2 separate regions of the Rattus norvegicus genome follow, and region 1 is linked to region 2. Evidence: chromatin contacts called from public Hi-C data. All regions are on one chromosome and are shown on one strand. Each heading gives the region's core, a stretch centred on a gene start, on an enhancer-like site or on the middle of the called end of the contact. The rest is flanking DNA. Distances are from core to core; before and after follow the strand shown. Region 1 overlaps Tln2 (talin 2). Region 2 holds the start of Tln2 (talin 2).

The links. Hi-C and Micro-C count contacts between places; a contact is called where the count stands out from the background.
Region 1: a contact with region 2 is called in a Hi-C map of liver, with 4 times the contacts expected there. The contact joins the enhancer-like site here to the promoter of Tln2 in region 2. A contact is called at or near these places in 2 of 12 Hi-C or Micro-C datasets (kidney and liver) and 1 of 1 datasets of contacts at active chromatin or transcription factors (oligodendrocytes).

The regions. Positions count from the first base shown.
Region 1 is chr8:77,006,061-77,009,597 of GRCr8, reverse strand. The region is part of intron 2 of Tln2 (talin 2); the gene reads left to right. Among named protein-coding and RNA genes, the nearest start is that of Tln2, 130 kb to the left of the region's middle. Within about 2 kb of position 1,462, at least 4 of the 93 cell types and tissues checked have an H3K27ac peak or open chromatin away from gene starts, as enhancers often do. A contact at or near this core is called in liver, where this site is marked.
Region 2 is chr8:77,131,946-77,135,323 of GRCr8, reverse strand. Tln2 (talin 2) reads left to right here and starts at 1,963. Exons shown (of 59, transcript NM_001419941.1): 1 at 1,963-2,137.

The DNA of each region.
Region 1 (3,537 bases), core at 213-2,712, 130 kb after region 2:
AGCGGAAACATAGCTTGCATATACGAATATATTTATTGTGACACGAGTGTGTAAAGATCATCAGGAAACGCTCCACTGTAGCAGTGAGATATAATTCTATTGTTTGGGAGGCTGCATGTCTATTCGGCTTTCAAACTAAGGACTGGGTCTTGCTTTCTGCTCATCTGGGCAAGAGTCGAAGCTCTTCTTTCTTCTTGTCTCTGCAGTGTAGTTACCACGTAGCTCATTGCTTGTCGGGTTTTGTAAACTATGTGGTATGCATAGTATCACAATGTGTGCATGCCTGAAGGGTGGGTGCAGTGTTATTTATATATGAGAAAGCATCTGTAGCATTGGTGTTCCCGAGGTGCCAAGGACTTTGTGAGCCGTGCAGCAGAGGACTCAAGCATGCTTCCTTTGAGATTGTCATTTATTTTTGTTTTACCTGCTTTGTGGACATGGATGGAGTTTTGTTTTATTATTTGTTTTCAAAGATGTTTTCATGTCAGGTTTGTGTGAGTGAGAATTTGCAGTGAATAGGTTATGAAGTATAAAATAATCTCACACAATGCTTGGCATTGCTATGTCAAGCACCTGTAACCGTGTGTGTATGTGTGTGTGTGTGTGTGTGTGTGTATGTGTGTGTGTGTGTGTGTGTGTGTGTACCATGTTGGATGCCGTGCCCCTTCCATATCTGCCTTCACATTCCTTTTCAAAACAAGATTCCCTGTGGAAGGGCTGAGAAGATGGTTTGGTTGGTGAAGTGCTTGCCATACAAGGATGTGGACCTTTGTTTGATGCCCAGAACCAATTAAAAAGCTGAGCGTCATGACACATGCTTATAATCTCACCTCTGAGGAGGTGGAGACAGACAAAGCCTGAGAGAGACCTGTCTTCCACTCTCCTGTGCACACACACAGAGCCTGAGGAGAGAAGGAATGTTCCAGGGTGGTGTGGTCCTGATTTTAAGGAGTTGTCAATCAGGTACGAAGAGAAATTCTCAAATGCAGCTCATTTAATTGTGACACCTCAAATGATCTGATACAACTCTCTTTTTGAAGACACAGATGTGAATTTCAGGGCTACGGAAACTTGTCTGAGTGGAATCTCTTCCTGCCTTTGTGGTTCAGCTTGTGTGAAGTCCTTTATTGATTGAGGATTGGGCAATACTGAAAGCATGCTGGAAACACTCGGTTTTATTGGCAGGACTGGCGCCACCAGAGCGGCTCTGGAGTCCTGTGGATTTCTGCCCTCTCCTGTGCAGAAGACCCGTGCCCTTCCCTTCTGTTTTATGTGGATTTTTGGAGTTGTGTTGTTCTGCGTGAAGAATTCTGAACTTCACTGGGGATTCGTTTCGACTACAAATAAGACAAAAATCGTCTGGCAGACAAGGGAAGGAATTCACTCTATGTATTGGTAGTTGCCTCATTATCTCAGGCCCTTTGATTTTGTCTTTGGGCACACATTCGCTTCTAGACAGCTGCACAGCCCCGAGAGTCTCATCACATGGCTTTTCTTCCATGGCTGAAGCCCTGGTGTGTCTCTGCTTTAGATATTGCCAGCCTCAGCCCACATCAGCTTAATTGGACAGAGTTTCTGGGAGGCCAGTGATAGGTCAAAGCCATACTCATGTGCTGGATGCCAAGCAGTCTCCATGGCAGCCGTGTTTCCTGTCCCATTTTAATGGCAGAAAGATTTTATTTTTGTTTTGAAACAGTTTTCTTTACGAGTTCATATAGGTTTTCTGTGCAATTGCATTTCAAGCAAATACATGACAGGGACTTGTATTTTGATAAACAAGCTTTATTACAGAGGCACAGGTTTGAGTTTGAAGGGGGAAGGGGACCCCCATGTAGTGGTATTTCTCTAAGTTTGATGGTGTAGTGTGATTTTGTAGATTGGAAAACACTGCCGAGAGCCCTCTATTTTTTCCTGGTGAGGACACCGCCTCATTTCCTTCATTGATGATGGGTGAATGAAGTTAATGAGCATATACATTTCTTTTTACTTTTTTTTTTTTTTTTTTTTCTTTTTTTTTTCGGAGCTGGGGATCGAACCCAGGGCCTTGCGTTTGCTAGGCAAGCGCTCTACCATTGAGCTAAATCCCCAACCCCCTTTTTACTTTTAAGGTACAGATTTATTTACTTCCTCTGTGTGTGTGTGTGTGTGTGTGTGTGTGTGTGTGTGTGTGTGTGTGTGTGCGCGCACGCGCGTGTGTTACACTGGCATGTATTTATTTGCACATGGCTTATGCCCTTGCCAAATTATGCGTAGGGAGGTGTGTAACAAGTTCCTGTTACCTGAAACACTCCTTCTTGGCCAAAAAATCATGTGCACATCTTTAATCTCAGCATATGGGAGGCAGATGCAGGGGGATATCTGGGAGTGTCTGGTCAGCTTGGTTTACATGGTGAAGTATAGGCTAACCAATAGGGTGAAAAAAGCCTGTCTTCAAAACAAAACAAAACAAAACAAAACAAAACAAAACAAAACAACAAGCTCATTTAGTGAAAACTTACAAGTGTCAGGAAGTCCCTGAAATTTACAAGGCCCCTGCTCTAAGGTTATGTAAGCAGTGTATAAGGACTTCTGAGGAGTGGGAAACTCTGGACTGTTTGAGCTATTTGTGAGTTGTGTAGAGTTTCATATTTCATGAGTTATGGAGGGGGGATGTTTGATGATGCAGCTCCCTTTCTGTCATTCATGGACCTTACTCATACTCTTGTAAGTGACTCACTGGTTCACTAATTTTGACTTTGATGGTGTCCTTATTTTGGTCTATCATCAGTTCCCTATCCAGAGTGAATAGACATCTCACTTCATCTTCGTAAAAATAGTTCACACAACAGGAGATCAGAAGACAACTTCTAGGAACCAGTTCTCTTCTTCCCTCATGTGGATTCTAAGGACTGAAGTCAGACTTGGTGGCAGGTACCTTTGCCAGCTGAGTTTGTAACATTTCAATGGTGATGGTACAGTCTGAAGCCTGTCATAAGCCCATCTTGCACCTTCGTAGTAGCCCTTCTTCCCCTGCCCCCTTTGAAAAAATTTCAGTGTGGGAGATTGAACACAGGTCTTCATATACACTAGGCAAGCATTGGGCCACCAGGCTACACTTCTCAGCCACATTTCATCTGTTAATCTGACTCTGTCTGCTCACTCTGCTTCCTTTAGCCTGTTCTCTCCTCCCCCCTCCTCCTAACAGATTATTATCTGAACCACTATTAATAGAAAATTGTAGTAAAGGTTGAAGTCTTTGCAACAAAATAGTAGATTTCATGTCTTTACTCAAAAAAAGACTGAGTTAAATAAGTAAAGTTATTTCTGCCTTTAAAAAAAGAAAGACTTGTTTGGGTCCTTGGTTCCTAAATTTCCTTTTTCTTTTGGTATACATTGAAAAAAAGATAAGGGGGGGGGAGAGTACTGTTTTCTTAAGTATTTTATCATTTCTAAATGATGTGTATTTGTGTGTTTGGTGTGTATGTGCGCACACACATGAGTTCAGTGTCCTTGGAGGCCAGAAAAGGTCACTCTTGAGCCACATGTTGTAGGTGCTGG
Region 2 (3,378 bases), core at 714-3,213:
AGGCAACTTAGCAAGCATCAATTTAATGAGCTTTGTCTTAATCAGGGTTTCTATTCCTGTACAAAACAGCATGACCAAGAAGCAAGTTGGGGAGGAAAGGGTTTATTGAGCTTACACTTCCACATTGCTGTCCATCACCAAAGGAAGTCAGGACTGGAAGTCAAGCAGATCAGGAAGCAGGAGCTGATGCAGGAGCCATGGAGGGATGTTACTTACCGACTTACTTCCCCTGGCTTCCTCAGCTTGCTTTCTTATAGACCACTAGTCCAGGGATGGCACCACCCACAAAGGGCCCTCCCATCCTTGATCACTAATTGAGAAAATGCCTTACAGCTGCATCTCATGGAGGCATTTCCTCAAGGGAGGCTCCTTTCTTTGTGTTAAGTCCAGCTGGTGTCAAGTTGTCACCAAAACCAGCCAGGACAAGCTTCTTACCAGGTCTTAATGAAATCAATAAACATTTGCTTTCAAAATCCATGAGATAGCTTGCCACCTCTATTCTGCTAACCTAGCCAATGCCTAAAAGGATCTGGGAAACAGGAATGTTTATTCATGGGGCAGGGAAAAGTCTGTCCTGAAACTTTTAGGACTGCCTCAAACAGCCCAGTAATTTGTTTTCTGATTGGGGATTCTGATGGATAAAGTGTATTTACTGCAAAGGAAGTAAGTTACAATGTTTTACTCTTAAGACCTTGCTTCTCAACCTTCCTAATGCTGTGACCCTTTAATACAGTTTCTCACGTTTTGGTGACCTCCTTATCCCAATCATAAAATTATTTTTGCTGCTATTTCATACCTGCAATTTTGCCACTGTCTTAAATATCTGATATGTGACCCCTGAGAAAGTCGTTTGACACCCTCCCCTCAGGAGTCTCGTCTAGTTTCTCCATTATGCCAGGCTTGTTCAAGGTCCCAAAGCACTCCTTGAAGATAGTTTCAAGTTACAACGTTGATTCACTCTTGGATGTACAGTGACCACAATTTCAAGCTGAGAGACACTAATGCTGCTATAGTCGCATTTGAGGAGCTGAAGAGATTTGTTCTCTACTTCTTGGGAAGACAAGTCTATCCTGGTCACTCTGTGTCCGGCTGAGGAAAAATAACCATCTAAGCCTTTTCGTATTAATTTTTTAAAATTATAAAAGTTAAAAATAAAACTAGAAGCAAGCAGAAAGAGAAAAAAACCCCACAATTTCACAAACCACTGGAACACAGGGTGAACACCTTGGTTAATTTATTCTATCTGTCCTCTCTGTGTCTCTCTATACATCATAATTTTAAAGGAAACGGACTTTGTGATTTGTTCTCCTGTGTCCTTCACAGTGGCAACTAGGATAATTTTCACTTTGTACCCTGCCATCCCAACATCCCCCAGCACATGTAAATACAGGGGATGCATAAGTGACTTAATTCCAGGGTATGATAGAAAGATACACAAATGAATGAATGTATGTATGAAGCAAGTCACCCATACAGTGGGTCTTGGTGAGGCAGGTCTTTAATCCCTGTACTGAAGGAGGCGGATTAATTTGAGTTTGGGCCCAGCCTGGTCTACCTAGTGTGATGCTGTCTCGAAAAAAAAATTTAGTGCAATAGGCACACCCACTTTGCTGTCCATCTTTCTGGAAGAATGGTTTCCTAAATTCAAATGACTGGCATCCGTTCTGCCACCCTTAGGGCTGGATCCACGCCTGGTAACCTCCAGGACCCAGCCCGTGGTCCAGGAGGGACGCTGAGAAGACTCAGAGGCCTCATGCCAGCAGACGCCTGGTCTCCATGCCGCCTCATCGGTCTTCAGAGCCGGGCCAAGATTCTGGGGCAGTCGGGGGTGTCCTCTGCGCCTCTTGCACGCGGACCCCACCACAGCCCCGCGCGCGCCCCCATCCCGCGCCCGAGGTGCGGACACCCAGGAGCCGGGTGGAGAGCTCCGCCGCGCCGTCCCCCAGTGATGACGCGCTTCCTGCCCTCCCGGCGCTCGCGGGCCGTGCGCTCGCGCTCGCCCTCGGCTCCGGTTCCGCGCCCGGAGCCAGCAGCAGCGGCGGCGGCGGCGGCAGCGGCGGCGGCGGCGCAGCGTGAGCGGAGCTGGCTGCACTCGGGGGCTGGCGCTCCGCAATGAGACAGTAGCTGCATCCCCGCGGTAAGGCGCGGCGCGTGGCGCTGCCCAGCTCTCCAGCCTGCATGCGCGCTGCAGGGATTTTTCAGTGCCTTTTCCCTCCCCTCTCTAGAAGGAATATGTGGGTGGTTTTCTTCTCGGGTTTGCATCTCGTAAGTGATGTCAATGTAGAAAAACCCTGTCAAGCTTCTAGATTTCATTGCCTATCCTAGGTTTTTGGTGTTTGTTTTTCTTCTTTGCAAGAAAAGAAAAATAAATTGCAATGAATGCACCTGTCTATTGCACATGTAGGTTTCGCTGCACTCAAGCCGGGTGCTGGGGTTTGCAAACAGTCTTGCAGCCGGAGTCCGAGAGCTGATCCCTAGCCTTAGGCAGCTGATCCCTTCTCGGGCTCAGTCCTCGGGTTTCCGGTAACGGGGTCGGAAAAGCGGCCGGGTCTGCACCGAGGAGCCCCCTGGACTCGGGCGGTGACCCCGGCGCCGACTGTGTTGGCTGAGAGCAGAGCGGCTTCATTCCAACACTGGCTGCCCCTACTTCAAGCGCCACTTTGCAAACAAGTCTCCCGCCTCGGCTTGTGGAGAAGACACTCCGGGCTGCCTCCTAGCCCCCGACTCTGAGACCTGCGGGTTGCTGGACTCCCCCTTTCCCTGGCTGTCTTGCCCATAACCAGCTGCCGGCCGAGGACCGCTTAGGGATAGCGCGGGGCGGAGAGCGAGGGCAGGGTTTGGACCCAGTGCGGCGGCCTCTAGTCTCCTTCCCCGACCCTCAGGAGCCGAGATTTCGCGCCGGCGGGGATCGGGAGGGATATGGAGCCTGGCTTTTCGGGGCCCAAGGAACGACGTTCAAGGGCGCCATATTTTCAGTGGGTTTTTACAGAGGCTAAGGGGGCGCCCACTTTCCGAAGCCCCCCGGGAAAGCCTGAGCGATTGTCGTTGGGAAAGTTTGCGCGCCGGGGCGAGCTAAAAGGTGGATGTCCCCACAAGGGCGCGCGGACTGCATCGCGTCACCCAGGTCTAGGCTGGGTCTGTGGGGGGTGGGGGAAAGCGGTGCAGGGGACCGATGCACGTGGCTCGCGGGTGTCACAGTGCAGGGGAGTCATAGCACTTGGGGCAGTTTGGCGCTGAGCACACGCCCCTCTTTTCCCCAAGCTACTGCTGCCAGCGCTCCGCCGGAGCTGTGCGCACCGCCTCTCCCTGGCCCGCGCACGTTGCTGAGCGTTTTCTTCAGTAACCCCCAGCCCCCAGCACTGGGGATCGCGGGGTGCT